Linked DNA regions of Mus musculus: region 1 is linked to region 2. The links are chromatin contacts, called in public HiCAR-type maps. All regions are on one chromosome and are shown on one strand. Each heading gives the region's core, a stretch centred on a gene start, on an enhancer-like site or on the middle of the called end of the contact. The rest is flanking DNA. Distances are from core to core; before and after follow the strand shown. Region 1 overlaps Maml2 (mastermind like transcriptional coactivator 2). Region 2 overlaps Maml2 (mastermind like transcriptional coactivator 2).

What was found. HiCAR-type assays count read pairs that join an accessible place to other places.
Region 1: a HiCAR-type map of Th17 cells shows a contact between it and region 2, with 2.2 times the contacts expected there. The contact joins two enhancer-like sites. A contact is called at or near these places in 1 of 39 promoter capture datasets (cranial neural crest), 5 of 484 Hi-C or Micro-C datasets (the C10 cell line, LSK cells, cardiomyocytes and 2 more), 3 of 115 datasets of contacts at active chromatin or transcription factors (Th17 cells, embryonic stem cells and microglia) and 2 of 9 other capture datasets (adipose tissue and liver).

Annotation. Positions count from the first base shown.
Region 1 is chr9:13,632,838-13,636,745 of GRCm38.p6, forward strand. All of the region lies in intron 2 of Maml2 (mastermind like transcriptional coactivator 2), which reads left to right. Among named protein-coding and RNA genes, the nearest start is that of Gm51666, 24 kb to the left of the region's middle. Within about 2 kb of position 1,739, at least 45 of the 459 cell types and tissues checked have an H3K27ac peak or open chromatin away from gene starts, as enhancers often do. A contact at or near this core is called in Th17 cells, where this site is marked.
Region 2 is chr9:13,508,272-13,512,336 of GRCm38.p6, forward strand. The region is part of intron 1 of Maml2 (mastermind like transcriptional coactivator 2); the gene reads left to right. Among named protein-coding and RNA genes, the nearest start is that of Phxr4, 79 kb to the left of the region's middle. Within about 2 kb of position 1,655, at least 26 of the 459 cell types and tissues checked have an H3K27ac peak or open chromatin away from gene starts, as enhancers often do. A contact at or near this core is called in Th17 cells, where this site is marked.

The DNA of each region.
Region 1 (3,908 bases), core at 489-2,988, 120 kb after region 2:
GTGTGGAGCCCTCCCCTCTATTTCCATAGTCTATTAAAAGAACAGTCACTAAAGGTTGTAGAGACCAGCCACCTGGCCCAGCAGCACCTTGGGCTGCACTCAACTGCACTCAGATCCCTGAATGCAGTCAGTCAAACCACTCACTTCTGAGAGAGTAGCAGTTATCTCACAGTCGAGATGGCCCTGGGGAGGTTTTGCCTATGTGTATGGTGCGACTGGAGCCCTGCATATGTAACAGCAGAGCAAAGGCAGGGGAGCAGAAAGGCAGAGTAAAAAGCAGGAAAGAGGAATCCCAGTGGGGAAATGAAAGGAAAATTGGACCAAAAAGTACATTTCTGATCAGCATTGTCCTGCTTACGGATGCTTTATACGGCGATTTTAACCCTAACCGCTTTTCTGTCACTGGTTTTAGATACAGATCAAGTCAGCAGTTGCCACAAGGGCTCCATTTCTTTCCTCTTTATGTTACATTCAATGTTTTTGAGTTAAAGAGAATAGAAGGATCCAGTTTTGCTCTTGTTAAATTCTGCCACATTTTTTTCTGAATGTTTGAATGAGGGCCTCATCTAAATGGAACTCAACACAGATTCCATGGCCCAAAGGCCAGGCCCCAGTGGGACAGTGTTGATATGTAAGTGCTGCCAGGAGTTCCTTATGCAGCTGAGCAGTGAGTGAGGCTGTGAACATTGGTGTGGCCCTCAATCTGCAGCCTCTAGTTGCAGATGACTGCAGACCTCTCTATGGCACATCTCAAGTACGTGAGAACTTTGCCAGGCTGTTCTTTGGGGTGTGAAGGCTGCCCTGAATTCCATGGGAATGCAACTCTGTGCCAAATTCAGATACCAGAGGTTTCCCTCAGGGACTACAGCCCATCTCAAGTACAGGAAGTGGCTGTGAGAAGCTAAAGCAGGAATCTCCAAAGACCTGGACTCAGCTTATGCTCTCTCTCTCTCTCTCTCTCTCTCTCTCTCTCTCTCTCTCTCTCTCTCTCTCTCTCTCTCTTTCTCTCTCTCTCTCTCCCTTCTCCTCTTTCCCTCCCTCCATGTGTGAGTGTGAGTGTGGGTACGCGTAAGAGACAAGACATAAAACCTGGTGAGCTGAATGATACCTTCACATGCACACGTACACACACTCATACACACACACACACACACACACACACTCCTACACATACACATACACACACACACACACACACACCAGTTGAAATCAGCCCCCTACCATTGCTTGTATGGAATCAATATACAATTTTATAGGCAGAAAATAGCCTAATCAAGTAAGGACGATACCAGTATGCCTGTGGTGACTAGTGCTTCTTTTCATGCTTCATGAGGTGTGCATAGTGCGCACCCATGTGTTTTACTCTGACCATCATCTCCAAGGCTCAGCCCAGGGAGTATCTCAAAGACGTGTAGAGCACTTTCCATTTAGCATCACAGTATGCTCGGCAAGAAAAAGTATCAACACAGAAATTCTAAAGATAGACAGGGTCCCACAAGCCAAACTGACCATTCTCATCAGCGCAGAAGAACTAACATGTGACCACCATGGGAGGTACCCCATCTCTAATACCAGTTAATCAGAGTAGAAACATTTTTCACCTTGGCCATTAAGGCAGATATTTTGATCATTCTGTTCTTAGTCACAAACCTCATTACATTTACAGTAATAGAAGAAGAAAAGAGAGAACCAAGGGAAAGCCCTACTCTTCTATCAGGTTTCCCCGTAAACGTCACTTCTCTCAGGAAGCCAGTCAGACAGATCTACCCCAACCGACTTCCCCTGGCTCAGCTCTTCTCACTCATTACATTATCCCTTCCAGAATGATCTTTACCCTCTAGTCCCCAACACATTCCCCAGCACTTTGTAGGCACTTAAGTATGTGTTCAATAATTGATGGAGCACTGAGGCTTTGTGTCTAATCTTAGAGGGAACGAAAATGAACAAGACAGAGCTCCTGCCTTGTCTGTGCAGGAGACGTGTGGGTAATGACAAGGCAGTCTATAGTTTGCTGAGCTGTGCAACACCTGTAAGCGCATTCCTTAAAGGACAACAAAGAGAAGGCACTTCAGCGACAAAATGGAGCTGACCACGTCAGCTGCATGTCTGATTCCTGCAGAGGGGAAATAGAATCCTAGTTCCTAATGTCTGACGCTTGCTACTAATGTCAGTACCAATACTAACTAACAACTAACACAGTATCAATACCACTAGACCAAGGTTTCACCTCAGGGAGGGGTGTATCAGGGAGAAATACAGGAAATAGCATGAGTATCCTCTTGGGAAATTATTTATATAAATAAATCTATAAATCTAAATTTCAGAACAGAATGCAAGTCTACAGTTAGTTATCTTGGAGGTAAAGAGTTTCTCTTGTTGCTGATACCCTTGTCTATCAGTGCTACTGTCAATTAACCAGGAATAATCAAAAGCAAAAGTGCTCCCCCTACTCCTTGTCGCTGTGCTCCTGGTAGCATTACTTATTGAACATCCTTAGTGTGCTTGGCTGACAGACAGTGAGAAGGAAGTGAAGGCTCTTCCCTGGGGGCTGCTGATTCAATCAGAGATCGTTTAGAAAGATAACAGGAAAGTTCACACAGACGACTCCAGCTTGCTGTACCACTGTTTGAAGCCATTGGAGATATTTTCCACAGTGGACCATCAGTAGCCCTATAAAGTATCTGTCTCTCCATGCGAAATGTAGACAAACATGTAGAGCCCAGGCAGGTGCAATGTCACATGCACATAATCCCAGCATTCAGGAGGCTGAGGCAGGAGGACTTCGAGGGTGACCTGGACTCCAGTTACAGCTAGATTCAGGGGAGGGGGGATGAAGGGGAGCTAGAAAGATGACTCAGTGGTTAAGAGCCCTGACTCCACTTAAAGGGGACCTCACACTGCAACTTTAGTTCTAGATCTGATACTTCCTTCTGGGTTCAGGAGGCACCTAAACATACATGATGCATGCATGTATCCATTAAAAAATAAAGACTCAGAGGAGGGGGGAATCTGTGAAGTGTGTAGAATCCCAAATAGAGTCTGTTGAAAAATTAATGACCTTAAATGACCTTGAACCCAACATTGTGACCTTTACAGGAAAAACACATAATAACCTCCCAAAGACAGAGTCTATGGAAGAGGTAAATAATTTTTCTCAATTTTTGTCCTTTGGGGGAAATTACATTTTGAAATGTCAATTACAACTGTGATGAGACCAAAGAAATTTTTTAATGCCGATAAGAGATTTTTTTTTTTATGAAGAGGAAAGAGTAAGCTCTGGACTTGACAGCACAGTGGGAAGTGTAGGTCATGTTACACTACATTCTGAGTTTATCCCAGGCCACATGACTTCAGTGCCATCAAGTATCTGGGTGGCCCATCAAGCTGTTGACCACTCTGCCTCGAATTGTCTAAATGTGCCGTAAAATGGGTGACCTAACACAGTTTTCTGCTTTGTGATAGGAAAGCTAGATTTTATTTTTGTAGGTGAGCATAATAAAAATCAAAATAGTCACTGCCTACTTAAACTGCCACTTCAGGGATGGGGGAATATTTGTTAGCATTTTCAAAAATTGAGAATTTAGCCACAGAGTAAGTGATGGCTTTTAAAAATGAGTGGATTGAGCCATTGAGACGCATGTTAAGTTGTTTACAGGAACCTAGTGTTGCTCATTCCTTATAGCACAGGACAACATCCTCAGCCTGGAAACAGGTCTGCAGACCATTCTGAGATTGCAGATCTGTGTGACTCTTCTACCCACACTGTTGCAGGCATAGTACCAGAAGTACCACCTAAGTAACCAAAACAGTAGGCTTTTTTTTTAAAACAAGACTGAATGGATGTGTTTTGCCCAAAACATAGTTGTCTAAGGTTTAGAGTACAAAGAACACAACACATTTAATTTAAC
Region 2 (4,065 bases), core at 405-2,904:
ATCCTTTCACTTAGAACTTGTTAGCCTGGGTCTTCCTTGACACCCCTGTCCTGCTCAAACCTCTTCTGGCTTCCCTTTGTCCTTAGAATCTCTAGCACTTTTCTTGACAGCCCCTTACAGTCTGTTTGCTTTGACTCAGCCACTGTTTGGTAGAGTTCTCCACAGCCTTTGCCTCCCTAGTAGGCCTTTGTTTTCCTTGAAGACTCAGTGCAAAAAGTCCACTAAGGAGGTGGCTCAGTAGGTAAGAGTGCTGTGTGAACATGAGGACTTGAGTTCAAATCCCCCAAACTCATGAAAAACAAACAAACAAACAAACAAACAAACAAACAGGTGGGGATGCCTGTGCATCCGCTTCCAGCTCAGGAGAGTAGGGAGTGGGGACGACGGGGGAGGGAGAAGGAGCTGGGGCAGGAAGATCCCTAGAGCTCATTTGGCCTGGCAGCCTAGCTGAAAGGTGAGTGTACAATCTGCTGAAAGATCCAATCTTACAGGGTTAGGATGGAGAAAGAGAGAGGATGGTTCCCAACATCCTACCTTGTCCTCAGCGTGCCACACCTGCACACTCATGTTCAGCTCACACACACACATACCACCACCACCACCCACACACACATATACCACACACACACACACACACACACACACAGCTTCAGACCAGGCATAAATATCACACCAACCTGACCTCCTACCTAGAGCGGGTGCCTCTCTTCTGCTGAGGCCTTGCCCGTGTCCTCGGTGAGAACACACGGAGCACTGGATTTTGAGTTTCCTCTGCTTCCCCCCTCTTAGTGAGCTCCAAGTATCTTGAGAACAGACTGTGTCGTTTTCTGACTGTCATTTTCATAAGTGAATGAATTAAATGAGCAGGGGTAATCAAGCACTTGTTCTAATGATGAATGTTCTGGCGTAGGTCACTAATGTACATTCCCTGTCGGGGTATAGAACACAGAAAGGATATTAGAGAACACACACACAATAGCAGTAATGACAATTCCAACCACTGAGAAAAGGATAAGCACACTTCCGTAGCAAGACTGAGAGACAGCAGGCAACTTCATGGAGAAGATGGGGTTTGGGGTGGCTTTGACCATGGTATTAAAGTGGGAGAGTCTTTCTCGAGGAGAATCGCCAGCCATCTTGACTCCAGGGCACAGTGAGAATATAGACTATAAAGAGAAAGCCCCTTGTAATAGTAGGTCATCAGCTAAAAGCAGAGGAAGCCCTGTTCAATGCCTCCTTTGGTCTAAGCACTCCCAAGAAGATGTTCTCCGCAGCCACGGACAGACACAGTTGGCTCTGCTAAGAGGGCATTAAACACGCCTTTAGAAATTTAAGTGTGAAACTCTGACTCAGAATGTACATTAATTACCTTAGCCCTAAATGACTCGTTTCCCAGAGCTGTCTATATGTTATGCTTTGTTGTGTGTATTTGTGAAGAGTGTTTGGGTCCCTGTGGGGTCTGACCCTGGAAAGCCTGGAAGGCATTCTCATTGTACCTTCATACCCCGTGACTCTGCTTTCTGTACCTGGATGAGCCTATTTGACTAGACAGAGTAAGTGTTCAAAGGAGAGACGACAGCAGCACAGTGGCAGTGGGGGCTGTGCTCAGTGGTGGGTGTGGGAAAGGAAGGGACTTAGAAGCCACAGACAGGTGGGGGCCAAACTCTGGACGCTTACCCAGTGAAGCGTGCACAGGGCCATCTGCCTCCACCTTTCTGCACCACACAGAACAAAACCATCGGCCATTTCTGATACACACACACACACACATTGTCACATAGCTCTCAGGCGTCTTGGGAGTGTAGAGTCCCCTCATAGGTTTTTAGGTTGGAAACACAGTGTCACTAAGCACCTTTCTTACACTTTGAATGTTATAGTAACTTAAGTGGTTCGTTTGCTCTGCCATGCAGACAGTTCACCACTTCATGGTGGTGAGCAGGTGTGCAGCTTTGCCCTTCTCCAGCACATAAACAGAAACAGGAAAACACATCTCTTTGGGGATACTGATTTGTTTCATTTGGAAGACCAACCAAAAAAGTGAGGGGACTAGCAGGGGTGGACTTCTCTAAGAAGACCCTCCTTGTCCCTTTGTTTCTGACTCCATCTGTCTGTCTGCCTGTCTCTCTTCCTGTCCCTCTCTCTTTCCTGTCCCATCTGCACCTCTCCTCCTCCTCTTCTTCTTCTTCTTCTTCTTCTTCTTCTTCTTCTTCTTCTTCTTCTTCTTCTTCTTCTTCTTCTTCTTCTTCTTCTTCTTCTTCTCCTCCTCCTCCTCCTCCTCCTCCTCCTCCTCCTCCTCCTCCTCCTCCTCCTCCTCCTCCTTCTCTCTCTCTCTCTCTCTCTCTCTCTCTCTCTCTCTCTGTGTGTGTGTTTAGTCAGGAGTCCACATAGAGGCCAGAGGTCTTCCTCTATTGTTTTCCACATTACATATATATATATATATTAAACACAGGGTCTCCACCTGAACTCACTAGTTGGCTAGACTGTCTGGCAAGTAAACCGCAGGAACCCTCCTGTCCTTGTCTGCAGTGCACAGTGCTGGGATTACAGGCAAGCACCTTGCCCAGTTTTGGTGTGGGTGTTGGATCCCTAACTGCAATCCTCATCTTTGTGTTGGGAACATTTTATCTGCTACTCCATCTCCGAGGTGGCCCTCCAGACTTCTTCTAAATCTTCTGCTAATACTTCCTAACAAACCTGAGCTCAGAATGTCAGCTCCCATGAAAGGGCAAGGTATGCACTTTGATTTTTATTTTATTTTATTTTATTTTACCAATGGATGCAATTAGGATCTTAAAGAGGAAAATTTGGTTTTCTAGAGTCAGCTGTTTGACAGTTTCTACTGAGACACAGCTGCCTGCAGAGGGTAGTGTGGGCAGCCAACTGCTGCTATTTGAGATGAGGAAATTGGCCCAGGACCCGCAGGCAAGCACACAGTGAACAGCATGTTCCTAAGGACTGTGAGTGAGTCTCATCTGGAAGACAACAGCATCAACGGTTCTGGAGTCGGCCTGGTTATTTAAACCTTCTGCCTTGGAACTGAGTTCATAGTTCACCAATATCAGCAGAAATTCTCTATTTTTGTTGTCTACTGTCACAAAAGGATAAGAAACTACTTGAGATAAATAGGAACTAATGATTACAGAGAGTTCATACCCTTTGTCACATTTAATTCTTACAATAACTCAGAGAGATTGGTGTGGCTCCCTCCACTTCCTTCCTTCCTCCTCCTCCTCTTCCTCCTCTTCCTCCTCCTCCTTTTCTTCTTCTTCTTCTTCTTCTTCTTCTTCTTCTTCTTCTTCTTCTTCTTCTTCTTCTTCTTCTTCTCCTCCTCTTCCTCCTCCTCCTCCTCCTCCTCCTTCTCTTCCTCCTTCCCTTCTCCTCCTCCTCCTCTTCCTCCTTCTTCTTCTTTTGAGAATGTGGTTCACTATGTGGCATTGACTGTCCTGGGACCTGCTATGTAGACCAGGTTGGCCTCTAAGTCAGAGATCTGCCTGCTTCAACCTCTCCAGTGCTGAGATTAAAGGTGTATGCCATCTGACTTCCCTCCATTTCTTAAATGTGTGTGTGTTGGACATGTGTGTCTCTTTTTTTGTGTGCATCAGATGTGTGTGTTTGTGTATATTTGTGTGTGTTTATGTGCTGGATATGTGTGGATGTGTTTATATGTATGTATGTGTTGGATTTGTGTGTATGTGTGCATATATATGTGTGGTATGTATATGTACATATGTGTGTGTGCTAGATGTGTGTGCATGTATCTGATGTATGTGTGTATATGTAAGTGTGCATGTGTTTGGTGTGTGTGTGGGGTATGTGTATGTATGTATATCTGTATGCACAAGTATGCACATGTGTGCATTGTGTGCATGTGCACATAAGTGTATGTATTTGAGTGTGTGGCATATGGCTATGAATGTATGTGTGTGTGACTGAATGTGTATGTGTGTGTGAGTATGGGTATATGTGTGAGTGTGTTTATGTGTATATGTGTATTTATGTGTATGTATGTGTATGTGAGTATATGTATGTGTGTATGTTTGAGTGTGACTGTGTTTGTGTGTGTGT